Linked DNA regions of Sus scrofa: region 1 is linked to region 2. The links are chromatin contacts, called in public HiChIP or PLAC-seq maps. All regions are on one chromosome and are shown on one strand. Each heading gives the region's core, a stretch centred on a gene start, on an enhancer-like site or on the middle of the called end of the contact. The rest is flanking DNA. Distances are from core to core; before and after follow the strand shown. Region 1 holds the start of DCAF12 (DDB1- and CUL4-associated factor 12). Region 2 holds the start of KIAA1161.

Evidence for each region. HiChIP or PLAC-seq counts read pairs in DNA pulled down with a chosen protein or histone mark.
Region 1: an H3K27ac HiChIP or PLAC-seq map of alveolar macrophages shows a contact between it and region 2. The contact joins the promoter of DCAF12 here to the promoter of KIAA1161 in region 2. A contact is called at or near these places in 1 of 47 Hi-C or Micro-C datasets (embryonic fibroblasts) and 1 of 2 datasets of contacts at active chromatin or transcription factors (alveolar macrophages).

Annotation. Positions count from the first base shown.
Region 1 is chr10:32,672,198-32,676,585 of Sscrofa11.1, forward strand. It overlaps DCAF12 (DDB1- and CUL4-associated factor 12), which reads left to right and starts at 1,785. Exons shown (of 9, transcript XM_021064687.1): 1 at 1,785-2,181; 2 at 3,525-3,779. The coding sequence starts at 2,104.
Region 2 is chr10:32,434,952-32,439,105 of Sscrofa11.1, forward strand. KIAA1161 reads left to right here and starts at 1,398. Exons shown (of 2, transcript XM_021064686.1): 1 at 1,398-1,858. It also overlaps a transcript of C10H9orf24 not described here.

The DNA of each region.
Region 1 (4,388 bases), core at 535-3,034, 240 kb after region 2:
TTTAGCTTTGGTAGGTACTGCCACAGATTTTTTCCAAATTGTTTGTGCCAATTTACACACCCACTCGAGAGTTCTAATCATTCTACTTTCTCACCAATTCTTGGTATTATCAGTCTTTTAAAAGCAATTATAAACTTTTAAACTTCCAAATAAATCTTCATTCTATTTTGTTCCCACAGAAATGGTGAGCTCTGCATTCAGGGATAGTTCCTGGGATGTCAAAATGAAGTGCACCAAGCTTGAGGATAAGCCTAAGACCTCTGACATGAACAGAGACCAAGATTCAAATGCAGCCAAGCATTAGCTTAGAGATTCTCAAAGGAATTCCAGACTCTTGGCCAATGGGCTCCTGGGTCATCCAGAGCATTGTGAGGCAAGACAGAACTGGAACAACTGGCTCAAAAAAGGAAAGCTGACCCACTGCTGACCCACTTGGGTGTATGTCTCTGAAGAGATAGTCCTGACTAAGTAAGATGGGGCTGCCTTTCCCGAGGTGGCATTAGGGATTAGCTGCAGTGCTGACTTGGGATGGCGGAAGACACTGTCTCAATCTGGTTTTTGGTTCGGCTTGGAAAACAAATCCAAATCTCCTTGTAGGCAGAACTTCAGATGGGCCAACAGAGCTCCCTGCAGGTATGAGGCCTGAAGCCTGAAGGGATGGATGAGCAGGTAACTGGGCACTAAAGCCTGAGGCCAGTCAGCCCCAAGCCAAGCAAGAGCTTCCTGCTTCCTCAAAGGATTTCTTTATCTGAGCAAAGTGGGGGCTGGCACTCAAATCCCTACACAATCTTCTGAAAACGGAGGCAAGGGTGATTCTGAAGGAAGAGCGCTTGTCCGGTGACCAATGCCAGCTTTAACTATACTGACAGGTCAAACGCCACTCTTCTCGGTGGTTTAGAATTTCACCCAATCTGCCCTGATGGAGACGCAACTTGGGCCCCAAGAGAGAAGCAGGGAGTGGCAGACAGACCTCTGTTCCAGTCCTTAGCTTAGAACTGCATGGGAGACTAAGAAATATAAATCACGGAGGGAGGCCTATTTCGTAGAGCACAAAAGACAGTGCGGCCAGGAGGTAGTGGGACGCTAAAGGGCAGTGAGGTCCCACGCAGCAGCTAAGGGAGAGGTGACTGGAAGGCTGTTGCGGTTAGTACAGCGACGGGGGGGGGGGGGGGGGGCAGCCGAGGGAGGGAGAAGACCGGGTGGAAAATGAAGCCCAAGAGCACCCCAGGAGTTGGGGAGAGGGCAGCCAGAGGCCCCTGGGATGGTGTTGGTGGGGGAACCCGGGCAGGGCCGGACAAGTTCTCTACAGTGTGAAAGTCTGAACAAACTGCTGTGGATTTCGAGCCGGACTCCACCTTGCGGGGTCGAGAGTGGGTGTGGCGGGAGAGGGTAGTTATGCCTCTTCCCGAAGTGTCCAATCCTTGGAGCCAGGGCTCGGTTTAATAGAGTTCGGGGAAACGTGCAGCCTTCAAAAGGAGATAACCAGAAGCGACTGCGGGGTAAAGGCGTGTTAGGAGGGATTCCTTCTCCGAGCGAGGTGCCTGCGCTGGGCAAGCGGGCGCGCAGGGCGGTGAAGTCGGCGGGTAGAACCTAAATTCCTTTACCCGCAAGTCGCACATCTCCAGCGGTCGTCAGACGGCGGTTGAAAAATGTCCGGAGCGCGGCGCGGGGGGCGGGGAGGGTGGGGTTAAGCAACAGCCACAAACTCTACTGCGAACCCCAAACCCCGCCCCCTAGTCCCGACCGCGTCTCCTAGACGACGTGCTGCCAAGTGCGGCTGCGCGAGGGTGACGGAGCGCGGGCGAAGGGGAGGGGTGTTTTGGTTCCAGCCGCTCGCCGTCCTTTCCAGACTCCGTCGTCGTAAAGCTTCGGGTTCCTGCCTCCCCTTCCCCTTTCCCTTCCCTTTCCCGGCCCCAGTCCTCCTTCCCTCCTTCCCTTCTGCTTACCTTCCTTATTTTCTACTGCCGCCCGGGGTCCGGGTCATTTTCCGGGCCGAGCGCGCTAAGGTGCGCGGCCCCGGGGCCCAGTATATGACCCGCCTTCTTGCTCCCCCACGCTTCCCCCGCCCCATGTGGCTGCGGGGCCGCCGCGGCGCTGCCCACTATGGCCCGGAAAGCAGTTAGCAGGAAGCGGAAAGCGCCCGCCTCGCCGGGAGCTGGGAGCGACGCTCAGGGCCCACAGGTGAGGGCTGAGAAGTGGGAGCCGGGTGATTAGACCGAGACACCTAGGGAATAGGGTTCGCAGATGAGGAAACCTTAACGGGGTCCAAGATCTATAGTCGGGGGTTTGGAGGGGGGGAGCTGGAGGTGGAGGGGAAGAGCAGAACCTCGGTCTGTAGAATCAGGGATGGGCCCTTAGGAGTTCACTGGAAAGCAGAAAGACCGCAGGGCTGAGGAGCTAAAGGGGAACATGAGAATGAGGTATATTCCAGGGAGGCCTGCAGCCGGGAGTGGGGTTTGGGGAGAAGCAATCTGGGTTTAAAGGAAGGGGATCAAAAGGAATCGAAGGAAGGGAACAAAACCTCCCACAAATACGTGAAGGGAAAGTTAAGCCCCCCTTCCAGTGGCCGGGGGAAGCGGAGATGATTGCGTATCTCATATAGGAATGAGCCTCCCTAAGGATCCTCAAGCCCTGAGCTGGGTCTTTTGGTACTTGGACGCCTAGGAGAGACAGCAGTTTTCAGGTATCACTCCTATCCAGCTCTCTTTGGCAGGGAAGACCTTGGTGGTGGTATTCAGACTCAGATTTCCCATGCCTGCCACCCCTTTGGTGTTTAATTTTTCAAATTTTTCAACTGTCTGGAGCATGGACCTGGTGACAGGAAGGTGGCCATTGCCTGAAAGACCTGGGATCCTAGTCAGGCTCCTTGGGCTGCACCTTCTATGCTCTGCAGGGAGTGCAGGCCGAGACAGAGAAGGGGGCCATTAGAGATGTAGTCCAGGTCTGTCTCTGCCCTTTATTCCCTCCCCTATCAAAAGTACTCAGGTACTTTTAGATACCTGAATCCTTCACTTCTAAGAAGACTTAGTTTTCTTTTGTCCTTTTTTCTGCTTTCATGTCCTTGTCTTTCAGCCCTTGTTTCCTGTAGGTAGGTTTGACTATGAGCAGCATCTTTTCAATGTTGGGAGAGTTAAACTGGACTTTAGATTGACTTTGCTGTCTTTTGTTTTGTATTGTATTTTTTTTTTTTTGGTCTTTTTTTTTTTTGCCATTTCTTGGGCTGCTCCCGTGGCATATGGAGGTTCCCAGGCTAGGGGCCGAATCGGAGCTGTAGCCAGCCTACACCAGAGCCACAGCAACGCCAGATCGTTAACCCACTGAGCAAGGCCAGGTATTGAACCCGAAACCTCATAGTTCCTAGTCGGATTCATTAACCACTGCACCACAATGGGAACTCCTAGTATTGTGTTTCTGTTGTATGTAAATCCTGCAGAAAGAATTTTTGTTGAGTTCCTTAATACAGTAGGATCTCTCCATCTGACAAAGGTAGCAAAAGCCTTGATTTTTAATTTTGCTTTCCACAGTTTGGCTGGGATCATTCACTGCACAAAAGGAAAAGACTCCCCCCAGTGAAGAGATCCTTAGTGTACTACCTGAAGAACCGAGAAGTCAGGCTACAGAATGAAACCAACTACTCTCGAGTGTTGCATGGTTATGCAGCACAGCAACTTCCCAGTCTCCTGAAGGAAAGAGAGTTTCACCTTGGGACCCTCAATAAAGTGTTTGCATCTCAGTGGCTAAATCATAGGCAAGTGGTGTGTGGCACAAAATGCAACACGGTAAGTGTCTGGGATGGGTTAAGTGTCTCTTAGTCCTGGATATGTGGCTCCACATGCTCTAGGATCACTCACTGCTGGTTTTCCCCATTAGTTCTTTTGGGAGGACATTGCCTTATTCTCCTCTCCATTCACTCCTATCTGTTCATGACTTTTTCTCTTTTTTTATTTGTTTTCTTACTTCCATACCTCATTTCTGATAAATCTTCAGAGGAGTCTATTTCTTTAGGTCTCTTGCCATGTAGGTATGCCACTGCTTCTAGATTTTCTTCTTCTTTGTTTTTTAAGTCAGAGGCCTAGGAGGAAAGACAGGAAAGAATGATGATCAGGGCATCATTCAGGATATAGGATATATGTTTTGCTCTGCCATCTTTTTTTAAAGGCTGAACCCGTGGCATATGGAAGTTCCTAGGCTAGGGGCTGAATTGGAGCTGCAGCTGCAGGCCTACACCACAGTTCATGGCAATGCCAGATCCTTAACCCACTGAACGAGGCCAGGGATCAAACCCTTGTCTTCATGGATACCAGTTGGATTCATTTCTGCTGCACCACAGTGAGAACTCCAGGATACAGGACAGTAAAAACCTAGGTGTTGTCTGCTAGCCTAAGGGC
Region 2 (4,154 bases), core at 148-2,647:
TGTCCTTCCCCAGAAGGATCTGGCAGTGAGGAGCCAGTCACTCAGGCCTCTGCCAAGCCCCCTCAACTGCGATGCAGTTCTCAAAGTCGCCTTGTCCATTTCATCACCTCAATATTTCCCTTGGGTGGTCCGGAGTGCCCTCCTGACACATAATATTCCTATGAGGGGCATGTCCTCCTCCTTTCCACCTCAGAGCCCAAACTAGCCATGCGGGAGGGCCCATCTACCTCTCAACCCCAGGAGAGCCCTACAGCTGACATTTCCCCACTATCCCCCAAGCTTAGATGTCCCTTCACCTCCATGCCTCCATTCTGCAGTCAGAGCCATGTCCCTATTCCCAACGTTCTTGATCTCTGTTCCCAGAGCCTCCATCACAGCCTAAAAGTCTCTGTTCAGATACCCTTGCTGCCATGCCCACCCAAGTCCAAGGGGTCCAAACAATTTTGAAGGGTTTCATGACCAAGAAATTTCAAATTATAAAACAAAGCCCTGGGAGGAAGGGGTGGGGTGTTCCAAAATCTCTAGGATCTTCCGTATGTTTGCACCCAGTTCCCCCTGGAGGGAGAAGTATGGTGAGGCATGCCCACTTCCTTGTAGCATGGGTTTTCTTTCTTTCTTTCTTTTTTTTTTTTTTTTTGTCATTAGGGCCACAGGAAGTTCCCAGGCTAGGGGTCAAATCAGAGCTGCAGCTGCTGGCCACAACCACAGCCACAGCAAAGCCAGATCCTAGCTGCATCTGTGACCTAGAGCACAGCTCAGGGCAACTGCAGATCCTTTTACCTTTAACCCACTGAGGGAGACAAAGAATCAAACCCACATCCTCATGGATACTAGTCAGATTCTTAACCCACTGAGCCACAGTGGGAACTCCAGCATGGGTACTTCTAATGGCTTTCATCAAGGGGAGTGGGGGGCAGTGGATGGGGAAAGGCGTTGCAAAATACCGAGCAGAAGCTTGTCTTCTCAGTTCCTGATCTCAGATGCTGTGGTCTGGTCTAGTGGGAATGTACAGGTTGGGCCTCCAAGCTGGTGGAACTAAGCTCCCTCTGTGGGGTCCTTGATTGGATCTAACCTGCATTGAACCACTGAGATCCTCCCAGAATTTCGCTACCCTAACACCATGTGGTGAAATTTTTCCCCTATGGAGACCTAATAAGCGTTATACCCAGACGACCTCAAGCTGCTCACATCTGGAGAAAAATAAATCCCAAGGGTTCGGCTCCGCCCCTTTGCCCGGCAGCTCTCTCCTCCTCAGACGATTCCCAAATTTAGCCCAGAGGTTGGAGGACTCTATATAATAAAGTTCGACAGTTGCACCTTTCTCCAGAACTACATTTCCCAGCAGGCCTGGGGCAGAGAGCCGCCCTCTTGAGGGTAAGCAATGGCCGCGGGGGAGGGGGCGGGGTTCTGAAGGCTGAGGAGGCGGGCTTGGGAGGTTCCAGGCTGGCAGAGGGCCCAAGCTGCCCGGAGTTGGGCACAGAGCAGAGGAGGAGTGGCGCGGGGGTGTAGGGGGAGGCACGGAAGCTAAGGGGCGTGGCCTCAAGTCCTCGTGACACTGTGGGAGGATGGTCTTGCTCCACGGACTCAGGTGGACTCCACGACTCTAGGCGAGACCAAAAGACCGGGGCGTGGCCGAGCGGCCAGGGGGCGGGGCCCGAGGAGGGCCTCAGCTGTCTTCAGTGAGGCGGCGCCCCGCGCTGCGCTGTTGCCACTCAACTTCAGCTAGCGTGGAGGGGCTCGGCGGGAGCCTCCCCTTTACCTTCACTTCTGGAGTCGACTGCCTTGAATGAGCCTAGCGGGAAGTCCTTGGGAGGTTGCCGAGGGAGGACATTTCCTGAACTTTCGCTCCTACAAACGAGTAAGTAGGTGTGGCGAGCCTGGACACCTGGGCCCCTCCTCCGGCCGCGGTTCCCAGCGGGCACTGGTCCCTTGACCTCAGTCTGTCCCTTCGGACCTTGTAGCTGCAGCGCGGGAGGTGGGGGGTGGGGGATTCCAGGCTGTAGACTCGGTCACTCGATCCCCTGGATCCCGACGCTGGGCAGGACAGGGAGATGGGCCGGATCGAGTTGCCTTTGACATTTCCAATCCCACCCTACCCCCGGAATCTTGTGTTCGACAAACCGCTTGACATGGAATGGCCTCCCGTCAGTTGGGCTGGGCCCGCTGCCCCGCCCCCCCCCGCCGCCCCCGCCTTCAGACCCCGCTAGGGGCTGTCAGCCAAGACTGAGGTTGAGTGTCTAGTGGGCAGAGGCTTGGCTAGGGCAAACCCCACCTGCCAGTATTAGCGGGAGTTTGTCCAGATGGCGGAGGCTGCGGATTACAGGGGTCTCTAGCTCCACCGTTAACGCCGGAATCACAGTTCCTCCCCCACAGCCCCTGTACCAGATGCCACAAAAATTGCCACTTCCCACCACCAGAAACCTTCCTGAAGCAAGCAGCAGCACCAGCCCTTGGGAAGACAGGCCTCACCATGCCCACACCCACCTAATGGAAGCCTATCCCACCCTCTTGGCCACAGATCTCCTTTGCTGTGTTCAGATAGCCAGTCAGACCATTATCTTCCATTCCTAAAACTTAATACCATGGAGGGTTAAGCCTCCATTTTGTCTTTTTTTTTTTTTTTTCTTTTTCTTTTTCTTTTTAGGGTCGCATCCGTGGCATATGAAGTTTCCCAGGCTAGATATCGAATCAGAGCTGAAGCTGCTGGCCTACACCACAGCCACAGTAACTTGGGATCTCAGCTGCATCTGCGACCTACACCACAGCTCACGGCAACACTGGATCATTAACCCACTTAGCGAGGCCAGGGATACTAGTCCTCATGAATACTAGTCAGGTTCGTTAACCACGAGCCACAACGGGAACTCCAAGCCTGGATTTTGGATTCAGGCAGCCTTGCTACTTTGGTGACTTCAAACAAGTTCCTTTTTCTTGTTTGAAGTTTGGGCCACTGTTTACTCATCTATAAAGTGAGCACTGCAGCTTTGCCTCCTGTACAGCATTATTGTTAGGGTTGGACGCTGTGGTGGCAGTAGGGAGACCAGTAAAAGGTCTACGGGTTTCTGTCCTTCATCAAAGAATCTTAGAACCCTAGTGAATAAAGATTCTCAGAACCTAAGTGTTAGAAAAGGCTTTTGAGGTCACCTTAGTGGCCCCTCCATGCCTCCAGGAGTCATGAGATGGGCTGACCTAATATGAAAGTTTTGAGGACGACCAGTCTCTTTCCTATTCAGATATGGACCCTTTCCCCTTCTTTCCTTAGTACCCAGAATGGGGCCTTGGTTGTCTTGAAGAGATTGAATATAAATGTACAGCAGGTCTGGCCTGGGCCATCTAAGACCTTCTTTGGGTTCTGCTTGGCTTAAGGGCGTCAGCTAAAGGCCTGCATTTTCCAGGAGGGCTTTTCTAACCTGTACCTACAGGAAGGGGAGTCCATAGTGAGGTGGGGGAGTTTTGAAGGCTAAATTGTGTGGGATGAGAAAAAGGGAATAAGAGGCTGTTCTAGACCAGCTGGGACTGACTAGTTTAGGGAGTTAGGAGGAGGGAGCACAAAGAATAAGGCCCTGAGATAGCACCTTATTGGTGGGGGACATTGTGGGGAGCTGTATATTGACATCCAGGATCAAAATTCTGATCTGCACCTGGCATTCTTGATAATCTCTTCATGGGAGAGGTAGAGAAGGGAGAACCCTGAACAGTTCTCGTATCTCCTTGGAAGTCTCTGGGGACTTTAGAACAGACACTGGCGTCTGGTAGGAGTCTAATTACTGTTTGCTAGTCTGCCTCTCTCCTTCCCCCCAGATGGAGCAGGTGGGCAGCTGGCAGGCTGGCAGTGTTTATGTCTATGTATGCACCTGGCTGGTGCTATTTCTTTGTTAGACTCTGCCCTGAGGGCTGGGACAGGAAGGGTCAGTAGCCTTGAACAGAAGATTGGGACACACACTTTCTCCCAAGTCTGCTTCTCTGCCATCCTTTCTGAATGTTTAGAATACCGTGTGTAAGAGTGCATGTGTGGAGTTGGGAGTGTCCAATCCCCAGAGACCGGGTAGGTGGGGAAAAGAAGTTGGCCCATGATGGGTGGGTGAAATTTCCTAAAGTGGGTGGCCTGAAGGATTGAGGTTAGGGAAGGAAAGAGCTTGGTAGCCATAGGATAG